Regions from separate parts of the Mus musculus genome. Here regions 1, 2, 3 and 5 are each linked to region 4. Evidence: chromatin contacts called from public HiChIP or PLAC-seq and Micro-C data. All regions are on one chromosome and are shown on one strand. Each heading gives the region's core, a stretch centred on a gene start, on an enhancer-like site or on the middle of the called end of the contact. The rest is flanking DNA. Distances are from core to core; before and after follow the strand shown.

Region 1 (4,596 bases), core at 1,915-4,414, 140 kb after region 4:
TTTCTCGGTCCCCATTGGTGCCGGCTCGGAAGCGGTAGTCCCTGGTCACCTGCAAAGGACGGATCTGGGTGTGGAACGAACTGCAGAAGGAATCCAGTGAGTCACGGGGCTTCTAGCACATTCTAGCATTTCCCCTCGCACTAGGTCAGGAGGTTTGGGACTTTAGGGCTGTGACTTGATACCTAAGTCCTTGAGGCCAAGTAGGACATGGGACATTGGAGTCCTTTTCAGAAACTAGACCAGCAGCTGCCATTAATCTGCTCCCAGGTTCTCTGTAGGGGAAATCTGAGGACACAGAGTTCCATATGGGTGGCAGTGCCTGTCACTGTGACTTGTCTATGAGTGTCTCTGGCATCTGTGACTAGTATTATTCTCCTCCTTAACCCTCAAGGGATGTAACAAACTTACTGGGTGGCTCCTGGCTAAGAAGTGGCTGTGCCCGGGAGCAGCAGCCAGCTCTGAGGGGGAAGCCATTTGCTCCCATCCTGGCTGCCTGTGCCCTTTAAGAAGTAGGTCACCTCTGTTGTAAGAACATACTGTGGATGGGTTATTAAAAACAAAACAAGGAGCTGATATTAGGATTCAAATGAATAAAAAAATATTAAAAAAAAAAGAATTAAAAAAAACAAAAAAACACCCCAGCAGTGGTGGCGCAGGCCTTTAATCCCAGCACTTGGGAGGCAGAGGCAGGCGGATTTCTGAGTTCGAGGCCAGCCTGGTCTACAGAGTGAGCTCCAGGACAGCCAGAGCTACACAGAGAAACCCTGTCTCAAAAAACAAAACAAAAAAGCATTGTATGTATGAAATTCTCAAAGATTATTTTAACCTATATATTTTACTAGGGGTGGTGGGGTACCACGCCCCCTCCTCCCCCCAGCTTTCAAGAGGCAGAGGCAGGAGGAGCTCTGTGAGTTCATGGCCAGCCTCCTCAGTTCCAGAACAGCCAGGGCTACACAGAGGAAACCCTGTCTCAAAACTAAAACTAAAATAAACAAACAAACAAACAAACAAAATCCATGTGTCGATTTTCAGAGAATTTATCCTTTGAGCCAAAAATACTTTCTTCTCTTGACAGAAAGTAGCATTCATTACTTACATGTAGCAATAGGTTTCAGTATGATATGCATTTTCATCATGGTTGTTGGACATTAGGTCATGTAGTTCTTCTACACTAGGTACTTTCTTCCTTACCCCAGAGCCTTGAGGATCTCTTCCTTTCAAGCTCACCTTGGCCAGGTCCAGGGCTCAAGCTTTGCTTCTTCCTCGCCCCTACCCCCACCCCTACTTCTAAAATCAAGGCTGCCTGGCTCTGAATCTTCTAGACTCTGGAAAAAAACCTGATGCCACAAAGCTGGTGACTCAGCCAAGAACCAGGAATCACGAGGCTGAAGCAAAGCGACAGCCAAATATAGCATGGTGTGGCCGGAAGCCAGAATCACTTTAGAACCAACTTCAGTGTTTTCTTCCCTTCCTCAAACTTCTGTCTGAATTCTAGAAAGAACTGACCTGCCCAGAACTCTGCCTCAGAAATCACTGTGGCTTCCCAGAAACCCGGAGAATGACATTTTAATTTTATAGTGGCATATGACCTCGATTCATGGAAAAAAATCACAGAAAATTAAGTCTATTCTGAACAACACCTGCAGTTAAAGTATATTTTGAACAATACCTCTGATCTTGAATGTTTATGAATTCCTAAACCAGGGAGCCAGACAGGCCTGAATTCTCAGCGTCTGGGTGGTAGAGGCAGGAGTATCAACTGCAAGTTAGAACCCAGCCTGATCTATGTCATGAGTCCCAGGGCAGCCAGGGCTACATATAGGAACCCTGTCTCAAAAAAACTCAAAAAATGCTGAGATTAAAGGCATTTAATAGTGTGTGTCCATCTAAGTGTGTGCCACATGTATGTGAAAGTGTCCCTAGGGACATTGGACCCTCCTGAAGCTGGAGTCACAAGCTAGCTGCCTGACAGGGTTGCTGGGTATTGAATTCATGTACTCTGGAAAAAGACCTGTTCCTACTGGGGAGCCATCTCTCCCCATCAGGGATTCAATTCTTACCTTCTAAGGTCTTAGGCCTTACATTTCAAAAACCTGAGCTGGGCAGTGGTGGCGCAGGCCTTTAATCCCAGCACTTTGGAGGCAGAGGCAGGTGGATTTCTGAGTTCGGGGCCAGCCTGGTCTACAAAGTGAGTTCCAGGACAGTCAGGGCTACACAGAGAAACCCTGTCTCAAAAAACCAAAAAAAAAAAAACAAAACAAAACAAAACAAAAAAAACCCTGAATAATTTGATTCGTATAAGTGGGATATATGCTTGCTGTAATCTGAACATTGTACTACACGTGCACATTTGTGCTTTTTTGTTTTTGTGGGGGTTTTTTGTTTGGTTTTTGGTTTTTCAAGTCAAGTGTAGCCCTGGCCATTCTGGAACTTGATCTGTAGACCATACTTGGGAGGCAGAGGCAGGAGGACCTATATAAACTTGAGACCAGCCTGGTCTACATAGCATATTCCAGGACAGGCAGGGCTACACAGAGAAACCCCCATCTGAACAACAAAAATTTAAAAATCAGGGCTTCAGTGGGTTCAGTCTCAGAATATGAACAACAAATATGAACAACATTTGGAAATTTTGACCTTTACTTAGTGACAAGCACATAGAAAACATAGAACCTTCTCGAATCCAAGGACACAAGGTTTAGGAAAAATCTGGAAAGATCAGGTTCTGCTGGGCTTCAGATCTAATGCCAACAGTTTTCAAGAACTGTGTAGACTGTCTGCTTTCCTTGACAAACTCAGATTCGTTTTTCCAAATCGGGGAGAGATTCCCTCCTTCGTATTTTTTTTTTTTAAATTTATTAAAAACCCTTTGTCATTTTCCTTGTTAGGAGATTTGCACAGTCATCCACCCTGTCACTGTGCCAAAACAGTGAGGGCTGGGCATAGTGACCCGCCGGGGATGAGGGGATTGAGGAGGCGAGGTCACCAATGGGATCCCAGTGTGACAGGAGCCAAAGCCCTGGGTCCCCCTAGCGCGGAAAGAAAACAGGGGGGGTGGGGGGTGGTGGCCTGACTAGGGGCGCCAGGCCGCGAAGCCGCAGGGCGCCTGCGCCAAGGCCCGCTCCGGCCTCAGTGATCCCAGCCGTGTTTTCGTGCCGATCGTCTCACGCGCGCTGATCCCTCCGCGGAGTCGCCCGAGGTCACAGCCCTGCCCTCCCACACAAAGCCCCTCAATCTCTGGACGCCACCGTGAAACAACTCCGTGAGAGAGGTACCTTGATAGTTTTAGCCTGTCGCTTTCGCTGCCGAGACTGGACCCGGCGTTACAAAGTAGTCCCTGACCGCATTGCCCGCGGAGGGACCGCGCGGAAGGGGGGGGGCGGGGCTTCGGTGACTATATAAAGAGACGCCGGGCGTGCCGCAGCTAGTTCCGTGGAGACTGCGAGTTCCGTCTGCTGTGTGAGGACTGCCGCCACCACCGCTGGTGAGGAGAAAGCCGCCGCACCCGGTCGGGGACGGGAGGCTGGAGGCGAGACGGGGCGAGAGGCAGCCCCGCGGCCCAGACGTTTGGTTTCCGTGGCCCGCGCGGACCGCGGCTGCCCCGAGGCAGAGGACTGGGCGGCAAGATGGCGGCCAGATGGAAGCCTGAGGGGGAAGACGCGGGGCTCTGACGCGCAGGACGAGGTTGGGGGAGGAAAAAGGCCCGCGAGGCCGCTGCCCTCCGGTTAAGCCGGGGACGTCGGAGACTGTGGGGTGGGGACTGAATTAGGGTTGCGCGCCGTAGGAGCCTCTGCTGTGAGAGCCGTGGATATTGGGCTGGCCCGAGAGGTCGATTGGCCCGGCGTTCGTCCGTTCGTTTGCTGAAAGACGGAAGTGCGATCGAGACCGGAAGGGGGTTGGGCGGCGGTTCAGCCTGCCTGGCCTGCCGCCCCCTGTGACGTCGCGGGTTGCGTGGCCTCCTAATGGATAGTGACGTCACTATCTTGACTTTAGCTTTCCCTCGGTTGTAGGACAGGGTTTGGGTCTCGGCCTCCGGTAGCCTCTCCAGAGTAAACAGGAACCGGAAATTCAGAGGGGAAATGTGAGCCATTCTTGTCCTGTTTCGTTTTAAGAATGTCGCTGTACAACTATGACTACTGAAACTTTTGGGGGGGGGGTTCGAGACGGTTTCTCTATGTAGTCCTGGCTGTCCCGCATCTCACTCTGTAGATCAGGCTGGCCTCGAACCCAGAAATCCTCCTGCCTCTGCCTCCCAAGTGTTGGGACGAAAGGCACCACCATTGTCCTGCGACAAGGGTGTTTTTTTTTAAACTGTCAAAATCTCTGCCTCTACCACCCCATGTGATGAGGTCCAAGGCCAGTACCACCACTCCAGACTAATTTTAATCGTTCAGACAAAAGTTTGGTGTTCTTTTGGGGGAAGGAGAGTTGAGGCAGGATTACACTGTCTCTGGCTGACCTTCCAGTTAGAGATCTGCCCACCTCAGTGTCCCCAGTGCTGAGGTCAGCGATAGGCATGGGCTCAGACTTAGTTTTGCAGTAGTAACTTGCTATATTACCATTCTGAAACTGAATCCGGGACTGCTGTGGTTTCAT
Region 2 (4,167 bases), core at 238-2,737, 170 kb before region 4:
ACAGTCCCTGACGACTAAAAACTGCTCATTTCAGCTTTGAGATTTTTGGGTCAATCAAGTGAGAGAGTGTGGGTGTGTCCAGGGCTGCCACTGTGTGCAACCGCATGCAGAGTCCCTCTGCTCTCCCCGATGTAGGAGAACCTAGAAGACAGACCTGCCTGCAGCTCATTTTAGGCACCAGCCACCAGCAGTGGGCATGGTCTCCTGCAGTGTCTCAGGCAGGCGTGGTTTAAGGAAAGAAGCATGCAGAATAGCTAAGACTTAGGATGTCATGGTTCCAGAAAGGTGAGTCAAAATAAACAATGTGAACTGCTGTTGTCTTGGTAGGCAGAGTGCAGCCCATACCATTATATGGTAAACAGAATGTATCCCATACCGCTGTGTGGCTGATTGCATATGCCATGGGAGCCTGTAAGACTTGGTGCCCAGAACCTCATTCCCTGCAGTCAGTGGTGGCATGCACTGGGCTGTAGCATATCTAAGCCCCAAGTTCAGAGCATGGGTGTTACAACCCTTGTCTCCTGTAGGTTGTTAAGTGACTCTAATGAGGTGACCGTCCAAAGCCACTGAAGTTGAAAGGATAAAATTTTTTTTCCTCCTTCAAAGATGCCTATGCCTTCATCTCAGGACATGCAGAAAGGATCATTGATGATGTGACTAAGTCAGGTTGCAGAGGTAAGGAATTGACCTCCTATCATTCAGGTGAAAAGGGTCTATACCTAAGGGAACGCTGGCAATGTGTGAGCTAGAAAGCACACCCTGGGTGAGGCTTTCTGCCTCCCCCAACTCCCACCACCACCCCATCACCCCCACCAAAAAAAAAAAAAAAAAAAAAAAAAAAAAAAAAAAAAAAACCTCCCAGAAAGCACTCAGCCCTGCCACAAGACCTTGATCTTATTATGTAAGGACCATTTCTGACTTCCAGAGCCTCGAGGTCAGTTCGTATTGTGAAAGCCACTCTACTGGAGGTCATTGGTTACAGCAGCAAGAGAAAACTGATAAAAAAAGAAGCCCCCTGAGCTGAGAGCCAATGTCAGCCAACCTATCCCACCTTCTTATGACCTCTCAGTCCCTAGCACTCTCCAGCTTCCCTCTGCATTGCAGCTGACTACTTAAATTGCCCTACTTAAGTTCTGCCTGAAGACATGTACCGTTCCCTCTGTCTGGAACGTTCTTCCTCCACAGGTTGTTATGGCTGCCTCTTTCATTTTCATCTAGTTCTCAGAGCAAGTGCTAAGGCCTTAGGAGGACTCCTTCCCCGTCCCTCCAGCACTGCTCAGCCTGTCCCCAGTCTCCGGCTTGCTCATCCAAGTCTCCTGGACACTCCTCACTTCTGAAATGAAGAGCTATCTGAATCTGTAAACTGTCAGGCTGAGGAGCCAGGACCCTGCCTGCCTTATTCATCACCATCCTCTGGGACAGTGCTTGGCACTGCCAGCACCCAAACGCCACTGGAAAGAAAGAGGCATTTGTGCCCAGGCCGTGTTGGAAGCGTTCAGCCAGCGTGACTGAAAGGGAGGCTGATTATCTCCTCGCAGCCTGTGCTCAGCCCGTGGTTCCAGTTGCCTAGAAACTCACTGAGTGTGTTCATTTTTTTTTCATTTCAACCTTTTTGAAAGATAATGTGTTTTTTATCTACATGTGCAGAGTTGGGGCTTTTTAGTTTTAAGGGCTGGAGTTGAATGGTGGGTTGCTGTCTTGAACTCCAAGCCACCCACAGGAACAAATCTCTATACTCAAAGCTCAGTAGCTGGACGGAAAACCCAAAAGGGGAACAGTGTGGAGGGGAAGGGGGAGCGTTCGCATTCAGGAAGGTTTAAAAGGAAGGGCAAGAAGAGAAATGGGCACATTTGTTAGCATCTCTGACCCATGAAGGAGGCAGAAAGCACTAATTACTACAGAAGGTGGTGTTAGCATCCAGGGCTGTGACCATCTCTGTGTGTGACGCCCCTGGGGGAGACTTCTATAGCTTGGGACCAACTGTGCTGATCTTCTAGATTTGAAGACATTAGACAGAATGGTCTCCAAGACCTACTGTATCCACCTCAAAATTCCCACCTGCTCCTGTTTCTCTCTATTTATCAGAAAGCAATCAATTCAGTGCACAGCGTATACTGTACAAGTGTTTGCTACATGGAGGTGAGCGAGTGAATGGATGGATCAATCAACTGACTGAGGGATATTGATGGATGGACCAATGGATGGATGGGCAGATGGATAAATGAATGGGCTGATGGAAAGATCAATAGATGGGTTGGCCTATAGTTGGATGGACAATGGATAATAGGTGGATGGATGGATCAACGGGCAGATTCATAAAGGAAATCAGATGAATCAATGGAGGGATGGATGATGGTTCAACGGAAGGAGAGCTGTATCAATCGGTGGATTTATGGAGAGATAAGTGGAGGATGATAGATCAGTGGATGAATGAACAGATGGATAGATGGGTGGGGGTGGGTCAATGGACAGATGGAAGGATATGGGGGTGGATGGATCTACAGATAAAATGATGACTGCATCTTTGGAGGAAGGAAGGAATCAATGGAGATGCAGATGGTCCATTGTAGGGATAAGTATATCATTCAACTGATGGATAGATAGAGGGGTGGGTGAATGGATGAATACGTGAATAGATGTATTAGAGGATGGATAAATAGGAGTGAGTGAATGGATGGATAGATGGATGGATGGACAGGTGGATGGATGAATGGACAGATAGGTGGATGGATGAATGAATGGAAAAAATGAATGAGTAAATTGTCACAGCCACTGCCCTTGGTAAAATCACTTCTTTGGACCATTGCACCAGCTCCACACTGGCTTCCCCACCTGAGGTCTCTTCTCAGTCCTCTCAGTGACACCCCCAAGGCTGTATATTTACCTAACATGAAGCCAAGACTTAAACACGACCAACAGGCAACCACAGTATCTAACCCAATTCAGGATCACAGACCCCTGCAGCAGTTCTCTTGAGTAAGCATGATTAAAGCCCCAGATAACACACCTTCTTGGAGGGTTCTGGGAGGGTTGAACACGAGGGCCTGTGGGTGGCAGATGCCACTGGCTGCTTACCCTGTCACAGACAAAGCTGGAAATACTTTCCCACATCCCTGTACTGAGAGATGGATATGCAGCCTGGTCCTGGGAGCAACAGGAGGGGACCTCCATTCCTCTGTGCCTATGTGTGAATGGTGAGAACTAGGTTGAGGGACAAGATATGGGGCCATGAAAGAGGCGCCCATGGAATCCCTCCTTTGCAGCCTATGGCCAATTTAAAGTGGGGCATATATATAGTCTCTAAGTCAAGGTGACTGGGGCTGGAACATCCCTAATCTATTCTCAACAGCTGGTGACACCAGGCTCTCTACTTCTGCTCCACCATCCCAAAATACCTACAGTTCCTCCCGAGGGACAGTAGTCTCATCCTTCACACCACTGTGCCAGGGACAGAAAGTCAGAACATCCATAACTGGTACCCAGAAGTTAATAGGGGGCAGTTCCTTCTCTCTCAGCAGACTTCCCCTGGGAGTTTATTAGCCAGAACACCATAAGATAGTCACTATAATAATCACCAGCAAATAGATGACACCCATTGATGGATTGGGTTAATCCATATATCATCCTGGGCTGGGGGTGGGGGAAGGGTCAGAACTGCTTAGCTAGTGGGCATATGGATTTAACCAGGCAAAGACTATGCTGGGGCCCTGTTAGCAAAAACGTTGGGAGGCAGGCAGTGGGAAGACTGACCTACAATGTCTCAGTGTTCTAGATGGAAACACTAGAACATGGCAGACATTACTGCCACTCCTACTCCACCTATGGCAGACATAGCTAAATGATCTCAGAACTCTCTCAGTGAGCCTCTGAACACGTCACTAAACAGTGATCCAAACAGCACAAACCAAAGAGAGTTATCAGGCGGGTTGGAATTGGGAAGAGACCTGTTAATCTTCTTGGTGACAAGAGCAATCCTGCTATATAAATTGATTCCCACCCATCCAATGGCTGTGCCTGGCTCCCTATGCATTGCATACTCCAGGAAGGTCGGGGAGACTCATGAGACTCGGGAAGCAAGCAAATGCCACATGTCTGGGAAAGCTGGAAGTAAAAGATTCAGGAGGAGCCCTCCCCAAGATTTAGAAGCAGTCAACACTCGCAAGAGGA
Region 3 (4,079 bases), core at 1,163-3,662, 190 kb after region 4:
GACAAGTGTCTTTCCTTGCTGAGCCACCTCACCAGCCCTTTTCTTTGGCTTGAGATAGGAGTTCATGTAGCCTTGATTGGCCTTGAACTTCTGTTTCTTTGACCTCTTCCTTCCAAGTGCTGGGATCACAGGGGTGCTCGCCATGCCTGTAAAGACCCCCATTTCCAACAAATTGGACACGAAGGCCTTCTTTGATGAGTAGGCTTCAGGCTGAGACTTGAGAGAGGAGGAGTCAGGCACTGAGGATCTAGAGAATTCCTTCATAATAATCATGGCTGAGAAAACCCAGTCCCTCTGGTCTGAGATGACATCAGCTCCCTTTGGATAACCTCCTGCAGACCAGATCTCTAGGATTTCGCTGCCTCATTCGGCCTCCTCCTAGGTCACATAGAATGGCCCAGTAGTGACATCAGATACCCCGGGGTTAACACTCCTAAAGAATACGGGCCACTCAGGTTCCCGTTCAAATCTAGAAGGTCTCCTCTTTGGGACCACCTTTAGCAAACATGTCCCTGAGCACCACGTAGTTTCTGGAGAGACTTTCAGCCCCACTCCCCCCACCTCCCATCTCCATCATCAGGGGCACAGAGTGGGAGCAGGTTCAGAGGAACCTGGGCTGTGAGGACTCCCACCCCGAGTCCTGAGGACCCTCTTCTGTAAGGTGGAGGTGTGAACTGCTCTTCTTAAAGCCAGTTGGTCGCTCATGAGCCTCTGAACTTGGAACATGCGCGGGTGTAACACAGCCAATGTTCCCAGGCCCCGCCCACCCCTGCTCCTTTGTCTACTGAACTTCTAGGCTCCTTTCTGTCTTTCTCCTGTGTCTACACGTGTGCATGTTTGTGGGTGCACCTGAATGTGTTGTGTGAGACAGAATATCTTACTAGGAACCGGGTTAGAGAAGTCTGGCTGGCCATCTGGCCCCAGGGATCTTTCTTCCTGTCCCTGACTCCCCTGCACTGGAACTACCAGCCTAGAGTTTGTTTTTGTTTTGGACTTACTTATTTTATGTGTGCAATTGTCTTTCCTACATGTCTGTCTGGGTACCATGGGCATGCGTGGTATACTCAGAGGTCAGAGGAGGGGCATCAGATCCCTTGGAACTGAAGTTAAGGATGGCTGTGAGCTGTCATGTGGGTTCTGGGGACTGAACCCAGGTCCTCTGCAAGAGCAGCAAGTGCTCTTAACCACTGAGCCATGTCTACCTCTGAGCCATCTCTTCAGGCCTGGGTATCTCACCTGAACACGGATGCTGGCGACCAATATCAGGTGTCAAGCACTCTACCAATACGGTCCTTTGCACAGCTAAGTCTTTATTCCATGTGATGGGTGGAATCTGTCAGGGCTGGAAATATGACTTGGCTGTCTCTGGAGAACCTACTCTGACTCAATATGAGCTAACTCTGGGTCATATTGCTGAAGGTGGTCTTCAAGAGCAGTCCTACTGGGTTTTAACAGGAGCTGGGACTCGGTTTTAACAGGTGTGGGGCTGGGTTTTCTCAGCTCCGTATCCACTTTTTGTGTCCTGAGTGGAATGCAGGCCTTGGCCTCACTGAGGAAGGAAGTCACCCCATGCCTCAGGGTTTTTTTTTTTTTTTTTTTTTTTTTTTTTTTTTTTTTTGGCTGTAACACGAAGCATTTAGAATTAAAGGCTTAAAGGCTCTGGCTGTGGTCTGAGAACGAGCTAACTGGGCACTGGGCAGAGCAGGGAAAGACAGAGTCCCTACCACCCTGCTGGTATCCTGAGTGGGGTTCATGGCCAAAGAACGCATAACTGAGCTCAACTGAGCTGGTGGTGTCTCTGGGTGATAAGGAAGAGTCAGCAGAGAGCATAGCCGCCAGGCAGTCTGATAAGCCCCTCGAACACATTCCTGGATGGAGTCAGGGGCCCAGCGCGTGTCTGGGGCCTGGAGTTTTGAGTGGAGGGTATGCTTAAGGCCTCGAGGGACACAGAATTCTGTACGAAGGGTGTGCAAAGGTCCCGGGAGACATGGAATTCCGAGGGGACAGTGTGCAAAGGCCACGAGGGACACAGAATGGAGGGTGTGCAAAAGCCCAAAGGGATATGGAATTCCGAGTGGGGGAAGTGCAAAGGGCCCCGAGGGACACGGAATTTTGAGTGGAGGGCGTTCATGGCCCAGAGGCTGGCCCGGGCTGACTGCAACTGATTTTAATGCAGGGGAGCGGGAGGCATTCGCAGGAGTCCGGAAGAAAGAAGAGGTCGCAGGGGCGGGGGTAGTGGATGCAGACGGTGCCAGGGTCTTCTGCCCTCTGTAGAGGGCACATCGGTTCCCACCTAGACCAGCAACCACCAGGAAAGCCCAGCAGCTCGGAGGGGCGGCGCCCAAAGGAAGCCACGCCCACGCCTCACCATCAGAGCACCGCCCACTCCCCGCCTCTTCCCACCCCTCGCCGGAATCCCGCGCCGAACTCGGGGGCGGGCTGCCCGGGCCATGGCGCATAAAGCCTCTGGCCACCTGCAGGGCTACTGCTGCTCCGGCCACCGCCAGGCACACACCTTGCTGCTGAGGGAGTCTCGGCTTCTGTCATCTCTGTGGCCTCCGTCACCTCTGTCTCCGTCTCCTTCAGGTCCTGAGCCCCGAGAGCCCCTTCCGCGCACGCGGACATGGGCGGCAGCTCCAGGGCGCGCTGGGTGGCCTTGGGGTTGGGCGCCCTGGGGCTGCTGTTTGCTGCGCTCGGCGTTGTCATGATCCTCATGGTGCCCTCCCTCATCAAGCAGCAGGTGCTCAAGGTGAGTGAAGTGTCTTGGGGAGATGGGGGTTGGGGATCGGGACGCAGGGTGGGACGGTGGAGCTACCTCCTCACCACCAGGGAGGCCCAGGCTCACCCCAGAGGCTTGGTCTGAGTCACCAGCGTCCCAGGAGCCTAAACCTCACTGAAGCAGAAGTATGGCCTGGTTGTCCCTGAGTTTCGACTGTAGCTGTCGCGACCTCCAGCCCTTCTGAACGCGCCGGCCGGTGACTGTACCTAGTAACCTCAGAGCTGCGCGAAACCCCTGTACATCTGTGAGGCTCCCACGGGCTCCAGTTCTTTGGGTGCTCTGCCTGTTTCCTCCCGCCCAGATGCCCCAGAGATGCCCTGGCTCGCCCCCACACTGCCTGCCAGTCTCGAGAGTTAAGCTGCTTTCTGCCCCCCACGCTCTGGCAGAGGTAGACACGACTCAGGTCTGCCGAGGATAGGCAGCCCAGCCTCTCCCTTGATCTCAGCCTTAGGCCCTGTTTTGCCCTTTCAACCGGGCACCGATATTAGGCGGGTGGTGCCGGTCCAGCCACAGACTCTGCCCTGGGATCCGGTGTCCTTCTATTTGAGCCGGGAGCTCATTAAGTCCTGGAGATTACCGAGTAATTGTGTTTTCTGAGACGCAGGGTTACTGCGGAAGGGGAAACGGGGGCTGGCTCTCAGGGAACATCCAGTTAGAACTGGATCTGGGATCCAGAAGGGGCTGTTGTCACAGGGTTTGACTGACATCTTTCCTCTTAGCGGGTTTGTTTACTGGGAGTTTAAGAATGGCTTCGTGTCCCATGTCCCATCGCCCGCTGAAAGGAGGGAATGAATGAGGGATACTCCCTCTTGGGCTGGCCGCTACCTGCCAGGTCCTGGCGGGTCTTCAGGATGGAGCCACAGGTGGCTTTCCTGGAGTTGTGGTGGGTATTTCCGAGTTCTCTTGGCCACACTGTCATTTCTCTTGCTTAGAATTTTCAACCCTTGTACATGAAGGTCCCAGGAGTTGCCCTGTCTTGGGTAGAGGGAAGATCCTTCTTGTTGGAGCATCAGAATTGCTCTGGGCCTTTCTGTTAGGTTTGGCAAAGTAGTGGTGACAGCCTTGTCTCAGTGGCAGCCTGTGGTTTCAGTAAGAACCCAGCCCTGTGCACTCCGCACGTGGACTGGGTTTCCTGCTCAGCCAGCCTGTAGTGGGTAGAGTGAGCAGATATCCCCTGTTCTTCGATTTGGGGGTGAGGGGGAATCTGAGCTGGTTCCTTCTCAAACTCCTTTCGGGAATGTTTTCTTTTGGGGGTTGGCACAGAGACTAAGGATGGGGGGGGTTGGTGTGTGTGGGCGTG
Region 4 (4,168 bases), core at 1,539-4,038:
AGGGGTGCCAGATGATTTACTCTGGGAAGGTCCCCAGTGCCATTAAATCACTGGAGGCTGCGACGGAATTTGCATTTTTTCCCCACACCATGGGGCCACCCCTTCCCAAGGCGTGGTGTAATGAGGAACAAATAGACTACTACACGGGGCCAAGCAGGACTAAGCCCTGTGACTTGCAAGGCAACAGCGCCGTCCCTACGATTTGCAAACTTGTCACTAGCAAGGCTGGGGGCGAGGGAGGGGCTCGGGTGGAGGAAGGTGGAGAACCCTATCTACCCCATTCCACAGACACCCTCTCCAAACAAAAGCATCAAGGGTCAACAAAGCAAGGCTTGTCAATTTCCCCCAGGGGACAGTGGTCTGTCTCTGCATCACTAACTTCCAAAGCCACAGCATGAACAAACACGGTTTGAATGATGGGGCCCCCTAGTCGCTAAGCCGGAGGATTGGTGCTGACTCCAACCAAGTGCAATTCCGTATGCTTCAGCCCTCACGAAGCTCCAAGAAGTCCGCCCACCGCTCTCCTTCCCGGGGTAGCTGCCCACGCAGGAAGAGGGCACAGGCAACAGAACGTGTGCTATAGGAGCGCCTCCGTACAGCTGAACTCTTCAAGCCCCACTTCCAGGGTCTCAGCCACTCAATCTAAGGTTGGTCCAGAAACGATCTAGAAAATGCAGCCAGTTCTAGATGAAGCTGGTTAACTCCCAACCAACCAACCAACCAAGTGTAGGCAGCTCTTTCAGAAACATCACCCTTGTTTTGGAGCTAAATATAGGCTTAGCAAACTGTGTTTCTCTTTATGTCCCTGGTGGGAACCGATGGAAGGCATGGGCAACCGAGGACCCAAAGTATGGCAAGCTATGCAGCCGAGAGCTGCACTGACACCTCCTAGGAGGGCCGGGAATGAGTTCCCAGGGGTGGCACATCCTCTCTTCTACCACAAGCCTCCCAGAGCCATCCACGCACAGGCTCTTCTGTAGCTGGGTGGGGCTGGACAGGGTGAGGGGACTCGTTCTGGCACAAGGCAAGAAACAGGCAGCTTCCTCCTTCAAGGTTGCCCAGGATGGCTTTTTGAACACAGCCAGGCGAACGCTGACCCCCGTGGAGAGAGAAAATAGCCACAACACTGTAATTTGCAAGTCCGAGGGACTGTGCACTTTGGCAACCGCGTCTCAGAGCTTCCGCTCTGAGGAAATGGCCTGGACCCCCGTCAGTGCCCCTCTCCAACCCACAGGGGAGTTCCAAGAGCAAGCAGCTCGAGGTTGCTCATTAACGGCGCCAAGGAAGAGCCCTCCACTTGAGGACCAGAGCCATCCTCCAGTGGTGCAAACAAAGCCCAAGGCTGGCCACCATCTCTCCAAGGGGAAAGTCTTAGTAAATATTTGGGGTCACTTGAGGTCATCTAGAAGGAAGGCAATATTTACTTTTGCCTATGCACAGTCATCCTTCCAAACAAGTTGGCATCCAGGTTTACTCCTAAGTGCGACCTCACCCAGGCAGTCGGAGCCGCAAAGTTGAGGGTGCATTTTTCCTTCCGCGTTCTGGGTATCTGTACGGTCGGTTTTTGTTTTAAGGAATGGGAAGCGAAGCTCTCAGTCTAAAGCTACCTGCTCCCAAAACGTGGGCTTTAAAGGTCTGGAGAACACAGCCCTCATACGCACATGAACAGGGCTCGTGACTGTCGCTTCTTCCCAGCCTTTGGGATTGTCTCTACTTGCCTGGGGTGGGGGAGGGGGGTACTGTCATTTTAGGATAAGCTTCCTCTACAACCAACACGTAGCAACACCGAGGTGGCTGAACCTAGCCAACTCCATCCCAGGCTGCAAACAGCATATAACTGGCTATTCTGACTTCCCCCATTCGCGGGGTTTAGGCGACAGCTGCGCAGGTGCCAGTCTGGAGCCAGACTCCCGGATCCCGGGGCGAGGGCTCTGAACACCTTCACGTTAGACATCACTAGGTGCCTGAGCGGACCACGCTCCCGGGTCCTGCTAGACCACGTATGGGTCAGGGTGCTGGGACGACCCGCGCTTCCAGAGGGTGAGCGGCAGGGTCACCTGGCTGCCTGCGGAAGCTACTTTGGGAGACAGCGGGAGCCACTTGGGGGAGCGGGTAGCTTTGGGAGGCTGGAAACAGAGGGGCAACCAGGCGCGGGAAGGACTGCAGCCAAGCCAGACATGGCCAGCCCAGACGACCTCCAGGCCCCGCAGGTGTCCAGACAACAGGACAGCAATCCACGGACGCTGGGCCACTACATCTCCAGCAGACCCCGGGGCCCGGGTGCCAGGCAGCGTAAGGAGGGGTATTTCAGGGAGCCCTGCCTGTGGCTCCCGGAGCCCCAAAAGGATCCAAAGGGCAGCTGGGACTGGAGAGGAGGCAAAGGGGACGCGCGCGGGGTTTGGGCCGCCCGGGGCTCCCCAGACCCGCCAAGAGCAGGAGGCGGCGGCCGCCCGGGACTTGGGACCCAGGCAGCAACTTTGCGCGCGGGGTCGGGGAGGGGACGCGGCCGCGTTACCTGCGCAGCGGAGCGCGCTCAGCGCCAGCAGCAGCCCGAGCGACGCGGCCGGGGCCCGCATGGTCCTCCCGGGAGCCGGCGCCGGGCTCCGCTCGCTCCTGCGCCGCCGCCTCCCGCACCTCTCAGCTCCGCGCTCGGCCGCCGGCTGCAGACGGCGCCCGGGCTCAGCGCGCGCCCGCCCTGCACTTGGCCGGAGTTGCGCGGCCCCCGCCGGCGCCGCGGCTCCTGCGCCCCAGCGCGCGTCCCATCCCGCCGCCGCCTCGGCCAGCGCCAGCTGCCGGCCGCCCCTCCAGCCAGCGCGAGAGTGAGCGAGCCGAGCAGGGAGGAGGGGAGGGAGGAGGGAGGAGGAGGGGAGCAGCCAGGAGGGAGGAGGAGGGAGGAGGACAGGAAAGGAGGAGGAGGAGGGAGAAGGGGAAGGGAGGAGGAAGGAGGAGGGAGAGGAGGAGGAGGAATGGGGCTAGAAGAAGAGGGAGGAGGATGGAGTTAGGGAAGGAAGGAGATGAAAGGAGGAAAGGAAGGGGAGAAGAAGAGGAATAGGGAAGAGAGGAAGAGAGAGGAGGAACATACCCAGAGATGTTAAAGAATAGAAAAAGAGGAGGCAGGGAGGTGTCCTCCCCCCCCCCCAGTCCCCTCCCCTCCTCCGGGCCAAGACACCAGGCGGCCACCCAGCGGTTAAGCGTCAGGATGTGTCACTCACTCCCAGGGGAGAGCACAGGGCCGCCAAGGCCTGTGGAGACCCGAATAGGTAGTCGGGCAGGGACAGAGAGAGCGTTTAGAGTGCGGAGCGGGTTCCCAGGGAGTGTTGGGAGGGAGCGCAACGCTGGGCGTCCCCGGGGTTGAGAAGGCAAGCAAGCTACCGGAGAGGCCCGCAGAGGAGGCATCTGTGAGGGATAGATTGCTGCGCGCAGACTAGGGCACGTGATAGATGTGGTGTGGCCTGAGAGCCCGCAAGAGTATCTACCAGCCTCAGGCAGATCAGAGCGCTCTTTCTGTGCTAAGGAGTGGGGAGAGGAGGCACGGCTCCGCCACCAAGGCAGGTCGTCCGATATGTCCACGAAGTGGGCCAGGCTTCAGCCCGGCGTGGGAAGAGAGTCCCAGCTTACAGGGACCAAGAAACTACAGTCCCTTTGAATGCACAGCCTAGTCCAGGCGACAGGTTGAAACAGGGAAGCTCCGAGGTGCTTCTCTGAGAGGCCCTGGAAGTTCCCTTCACCAGGCTGCAAAGCCAGACAGAGGCTGTGGTGTCTAAACACCTGAATTAGAGTCTGGGTTCTGCTCAACCTGCCACCAGTTTCTGGTGTCCTGGCTTGGCGTAGAAAAATGGGTCAGAAGCCGGGAGTGGTGGCGCACGCCTTTAATCCGAGCCCTCGGGAGGCAGAGGCAGGCGGATTTCTGAGTTCGTGGCCAGCCTGCTCTACAAAGTGAGTTCCAGGACAGCCAGGGCTATACAGAGAAACCTTGTCTCGAAAAACCAAAAAAAAAAAAAAAAAAAAAAAAAGAAAAAGAAAAAGAAAAAGAAAAAGAAAGAGAGAGAGAGAAAGAAAGAAAGAAAGAAAGAAAGAAAGAAAGAAAGAAAGAAAGAAAGAAAGAAAGAAAGAAAGAAAGAAAAAAAGAAAGATGGGTCAGACCTCAAATCAGTCAACAGGGATGATG
Region 5 (4,169 bases), core at 1,330-3,829, 150 kb before region 4:
TCCTAGTGACAACCGACCAGAGTCCTACAAGAACTAATTCAATCTTTTCTGAGGGCTGTACTCCAGGGACCCCCTAAGCTCCGCCTCTTGAAGGCCCCAACACTTCTCCTCACTGCTACTCAGGAGGCCAAAACTGATGCCTACCCCCAACATCTGAACCCCAGGGGTACACATCACACCTAAACTGCAGAAGATATATTCTCTTTAATTTTTATAATTATTTTGCCTTCTTTGTAATCTTAGTCTCATTATATCAGCTTCCATTGGTTGTTATACTTTAATATCTTTTTTAGGACTGGGTTTGAACCCAGGGCTTCAGGCACACTGGGAAAGTGCTCTAGCAAAGACCCATCCATGCCCCCACCCCCACTGCTTGCTTTTCCTATGGCGCATATGCATCTCATTTGTTGACTCTTACATCAAGTAATACTAGGCTGTGATCTAGACATAGTGGATAGTTACATCATAGAGGTAATTTGGGTATATTCTGATCTTTGCTTCTTTATTAGCTTCACAGTTAATGTAAACATCTCAGAGTCTTCATAATATACAATGGTTCCAGGGTCACCCATAGACTTGAGTAAAGAGTATCTATGGGATCTGAGGACTCCCCGCTCCTCTTTGGAAATTCTTATTCATTTTGTTGTGAAACACCCCCCCCCCAAAACTGGGTCTTGCAAGCTAGCAAGATTGGATTTTCTGATTTCGACTTCCCGATGTGGGGCCTCCCTCATACCCTAAACCACAAAACAGGAAACGTAGGCGGTGCTGTCCCTGTCCCAAGGGTCCGATACTGCTTCTTACATCATTCCCCTTAGGTGTCAAAGATCAGGGGCAGGGGTGGGTGTCACATCTTCTCCCTCTGCCACCTTAGTTCTTGGATTTGCTAGCACTCACATGGTACAGGTACAGGGAGATCTGACTCAACTATAAGAATGGCATGGGGCTGGCAAGAGGGGTAAGTTGGTAAAGGGCTTGCAGTGTGAATGTGAGGAACTGATTTCAATTCCCCAGGCACTCATATAGAAAGCTAGACATGGTGGTACATGCCTCTAATCCTCCTACTAGGGAGGCAGAGACAGGAAGAGATCCCTGGAGCTCAGTGGTTAGCTAACCTCAACTAATCAGTGAGGTCTAGAGTCAGTAAGAGACCCTGCACCAGACTTTAAGGTGGAGAGTGATGGAGGAAGACACCAGACACTGGCATCTCTCCTCCACACACACTCATGCACACAATTGCATGTACACCTGCACACAGGTACACTCACAGGGAGGACGGCAAAAGAGCCCCTTCTATGGGGCATCACAAACAACAGCCATCAGCTTTCAAGTCAAGCATTATTTCAGCTCCGAAAGAGCAAGGAAAATAACTTAAAGAGAGGGAGCCGAACCCAATAGCAGCTACTCAAGAGACGGGGATGGGAAGGCTACAGGTTTGAGGCCACCCTGGGCAACCCAGCATGACCTTGTCTATGTATTTAAGACTGGGATGCAGCCCATTAGCAGAAAACTTGCCCAGAATAGATGAAATCACAGAGGGCAGGGAGATTGCATTCGGTGATATTCTAAAATAAGCCCAATTAGAACTTCTAACCTTATTAACCTTAAGCTTTAACAGAGATAAGCCTCAAAATAGGTTGACATTTTGAATGCCACCTGGGTCAGAAAGCAGATCCCCGTTCCACTAACCTTCCATCTACCTGATGGCTCTTCAATAAAGATCATCTGTGCAGAAAGTCAATGGGAAACCACGCCAGCGCCTCTCATCCCAAAGCATATAAATCTCCCTGCATGAGGCGCCATCCCTCAAGAGACAGGAATTCTCCTGCCACCAATTAATTAGAACCAACAACTCCATCCCAGCTTCCATTTAGCCTCTTCTGCGAATTTACAGCTGCCTCAAAATTCTTTTTTTATTTTTTTATTTTTTAAAGACAGCATTTCTCTGTGTATCCCTGACTGTTCTAGAACTCACTCTGTAGGCCAGGCTGGCCTCAAACTCAGAAATCCACCTGCCTCTGCCTCCTGTGTGCTGGGATTGAAGGCGTGTGCTACCACCACCACCACCACCACCACCACCGCTGCCACCGCTGCCACAAGGCTCAAAATCATTCTTATTCCTCATACCTGTAACCTGTCTCCCTTGCCCTTGACTGATGGTCTATTGGAAGACTCTTGAACCGGAGCCCATTCCTATCCCGCCATAGTGTGACTGGGAGAAGGGTTTGTTCCCAATATCAATAGGTGCCAGACTTGAATGTTAAATAACAAGGAAAAACACTAGTAACAACCTGGATTTTTGTTGTTCTCCATTGTCTCTTGAGACCACTTGTAGATCCAATTACAGAATCCAAAAATTCTGGAGGCATCCTGGGACAGGGAAGGCGTCTGTGTGCATATTTGATAAGATGCTCCTCTGGCTGCAGAGAAGGAGGCCAGAGCTTACATAGGACTCGGCCCAATTCCCACCCCTCATCCATTTTGGCCCACCGGTGCATGTCCCCAAGGAAAGGCAAACGAGCACAGGCTGTGATGAGATCTGAATGTGGGTAAGCGCCAGACCAGAGCCCCGGAGGAGAGAGAACACTAATTGCCCTGAAACAAAAGAGCAGCAGGTGCCATCTGCTCTGGTAGCCAAGCCAGGCCACACTAATGAGGGGTCCAAGTAGCTGTGTGGTGGCCCGTGCAGCTAGCTGAACTCTTGTCACCAGGAGCTTGTCCCCTGCACACCTGCCACCAGCAGGGAAAACCTCGAATATGTTTGAGACAAAGCCCAGTTTCAAGGGTGCAACTCTGTCCTGGCTTCCATCCAAAGAGCAAATCCCTGCTGGGGTCTGAGCCTCCAAGGTAGCATGTGCAAAGCTGGTCCCATCAAAAACACTGCTCAGTCTTTACTGCAACAATGTGTCCACTCTCTGTGATGGAGGCTGGCGGGCTCACCCTAACAAAAGATGCCAGGAGACTGGAGTTCACACTGGCTCAACTCAGAGTGAGAAGACACGATTGGAGGCGTGCAGGCTTTTATGGGAGCCGAACCTTTGAAGTTAAGTGTGTCTCAGAACACCAAGGTCAGCACACTCAAGAAGACAGACACAAAGTTAGAGACTTGCTGGCGCCTGTGGTTCTCCTTGAAGACTAAAAATGTAGCGTCTTGGCTGGGGTCTGGCCTGAAGCTTACTCATTCCACATCCATGGAGATGGCTGAGCATTGTCCAGCACAAGAGGGTAAGACCTTTCAGAGCTCACGTTCTAGTGTGGAGAACTGCAACAGGCAAGCAATAGGATAACCATGCAACAGGGGGGCCTTCCTTAAATACTGATGGCTCTCACACTGTGCATGTGTGGCAGGGGGTAATATGCATCCATAGACACATCTGGAGATTAGAGGAAGAAGTATATTGTGTAACCAACTCTATCACTCCCTACCTTATTCCCTGGCACAGGATCTCCCACTGACATTGCCTTTAGACTGGCATGCAGCAAGTCCCAACTAGCCTCCTCTTTCTATCTCCCACAATACTGAGGTTACAGGAGTCACATGTGTGACCACACCCAAACTCTTATACAGGTGCCAGAGATTAGAATTTCGGTCTCCATGCTTGCACAAGCACTCAACCATAGAACTGTCTTCCCACTCCTTTGATTTTCTAAGCACATAAGAGGATCACAGTTCTGTGCCCTGAAGTTGGGACTCCAGTAGGGATGGCCTGCCCAGCCTGACAAATACATTTTTATATCTCCTACTGGGGAAGAAGTATTTAATAAAGAGATTTAAGAATAAAAATTATGGAGAGCTGGAGAGATGGCTCAGTGGTTAAGAACACTGACTGCTCTTTCAGAGGTCCCGAGTTCAGTTCCTAGCAACCACATGGTGGCTTACAACCATCTGTAATGGGATCTGACGCCCTCTTCTGGTGTGTCTGAAGACAATGACAGTGTACTCAGATATATAAAATAAATAAAAATCTTTAAAAAAAAAAGAATAAAAATTTTAAAGAATCCTTTAGGATAGAGAATGGGTGGAAGATAATAGAGAGAGAACCTGCATGCCTTGACAAAGCAGGAAGTCACTGGCTTCAGTTGTGTGCCCACCGGTGACCCCACCAGGCTCCAATGACCACACAGATGGCCCTGGTTAAAGTAAACAGAGCCAAACATCAAAACTCATG

The links. Hi-C and Micro-C count contacts between places; a contact is called where the count stands out from the background. HiChIP or PLAC-seq counts read pairs in DNA pulled down with a chosen protein or histone mark.
Region 1: an H3K27ac HiChIP or PLAC-seq map of embryonic stem cells shows a contact between it and region 4, with 3 times the contacts expected there. The contact joins the promoter of Ubc here to the promoter of Tmem132b in region 4. A contact is called at or near these places in 2 of 39 promoter capture datasets (the C10 cell line and pre-B cells), 1 of 15 datasets of contacts at CTCF or cohesin (embryonic stem cells), 3 of 484 Hi-C or Micro-C datasets (all in embryonic stem cells), 5 of 115 datasets of contacts at active chromatin or transcription factors (all in embryonic stem cells) and 2 of 9 other capture datasets (adipose tissue and liver).
Region 2: a contact with region 4 is called in an H3K27ac HiChIP or PLAC-seq map of neural progenitor cells, with 7 times the contacts expected there. The contact joins the enhancer-like site here to the promoter of Tmem132b in region 4. A contact is called at or near these places in 19 of 484 Hi-C or Micro-C datasets (the Ba/F3 cell line, cerebellar granule neurons, cerebellum and 9 more), 9 of 115 datasets of contacts at active chromatin or transcription factors (SST interneurons, astrocytes, embryonic forebrain and 6 more) and 1 of 9 other capture datasets (embryonic stem cells).
Region 3: a contact with region 4 is called in a Micro-C map of embryonic stem cells, with 3 times the contacts expected there. The contact joins the promoter of Scarb1 here to the promoter of Tmem132b in region 4. A contact is called at or near these places in 1 of 484 Hi-C or Micro-C datasets (embryonic stem cells) and 1 of 9 other capture datasets (adipose tissue).
Region 5: a contact with region 4 is called in an H3K27ac HiChIP or PLAC-seq map of stem cell-derived neural progenitor cells, with 6 times the contacts expected there. The contact joins the enhancer-like site here to the promoter of Tmem132b in region 4. A contact is called at or near these places in 3 of 484 Hi-C or Micro-C datasets (the Ba/F3 cell line, gonadal supporting cells and myeloid progenitors), 3 of 115 datasets of contacts at active chromatin or transcription factors (astrocytes, neural progenitor cells and stem cell-derived neural progenitor cells) and 1 of 9 other capture datasets (pancreatic islet).

What each region holds. Positions count from the first base shown.
Region 1 is chr5:125,388,585-125,393,180 of GRCm38.p6, reverse strand. It overlaps Ubc (ubiquitin C), which reads left to right and starts at 3,164. Exons shown (of 2, transcript NM_019639.4): 1 at 3,164-3,271. RefSeq lists an enhancer at 1-430.
Region 2 is chr5:125,702,856-125,707,022 of GRCm38.p6, reverse strand. All of the region lies in intron 4 of Tmem132b (transmembrane protein 132B), which reads right to left. Among named protein-coding and RNA genes, the nearest start is that of Gm32811, 59 kb to the left of the region's middle. Within about 2 kb of position 1,487, at least 41 of the 459 cell types and tissues checked have an H3K27ac peak or open chromatin away from gene starts, as enhancers often do. A contact at or near this core is called in SST interneurons, astrocytes, cerebral cortex and 4 more, where this site is marked.
Region 3 is chr5:125,339,427-125,343,505 of GRCm38.p6, reverse strand. It overlaps Scarb1 (scavenger receptor class B, member 1), which reads left to right and starts at 2,412. Exons shown (of 13, transcript NM_016741.2): 1 at 2,412-2,749. The coding sequence starts at 2,624.
Region 4 is chr5:125,531,038-125,535,205 of GRCm38.p6, reverse strand. It overlaps Tmem132b (transmembrane protein 132B), which reads right to left and starts at 2,788. Exons shown (of 9, transcript NM_001190352.1): 1 at 2,516-2,788. The coding sequence starts at 2,576.
Region 5 is chr5:125,684,606-125,688,774 of GRCm38.p6, reverse strand. The region is part of intron 3 of Tmem132b (transmembrane protein 132B); the gene reads right to left. Among named protein-coding and RNA genes, the nearest start is that of Gm32811, 77 kb to the left of the region's middle. Within about 2 kb of position 2,579, at least 21 of the 459 cell types and tissues checked have an H3K27ac peak or open chromatin away from gene starts, as enhancers often do. A contact at or near this core is called in stem cell-derived neural progenitor cells, where this site is marked.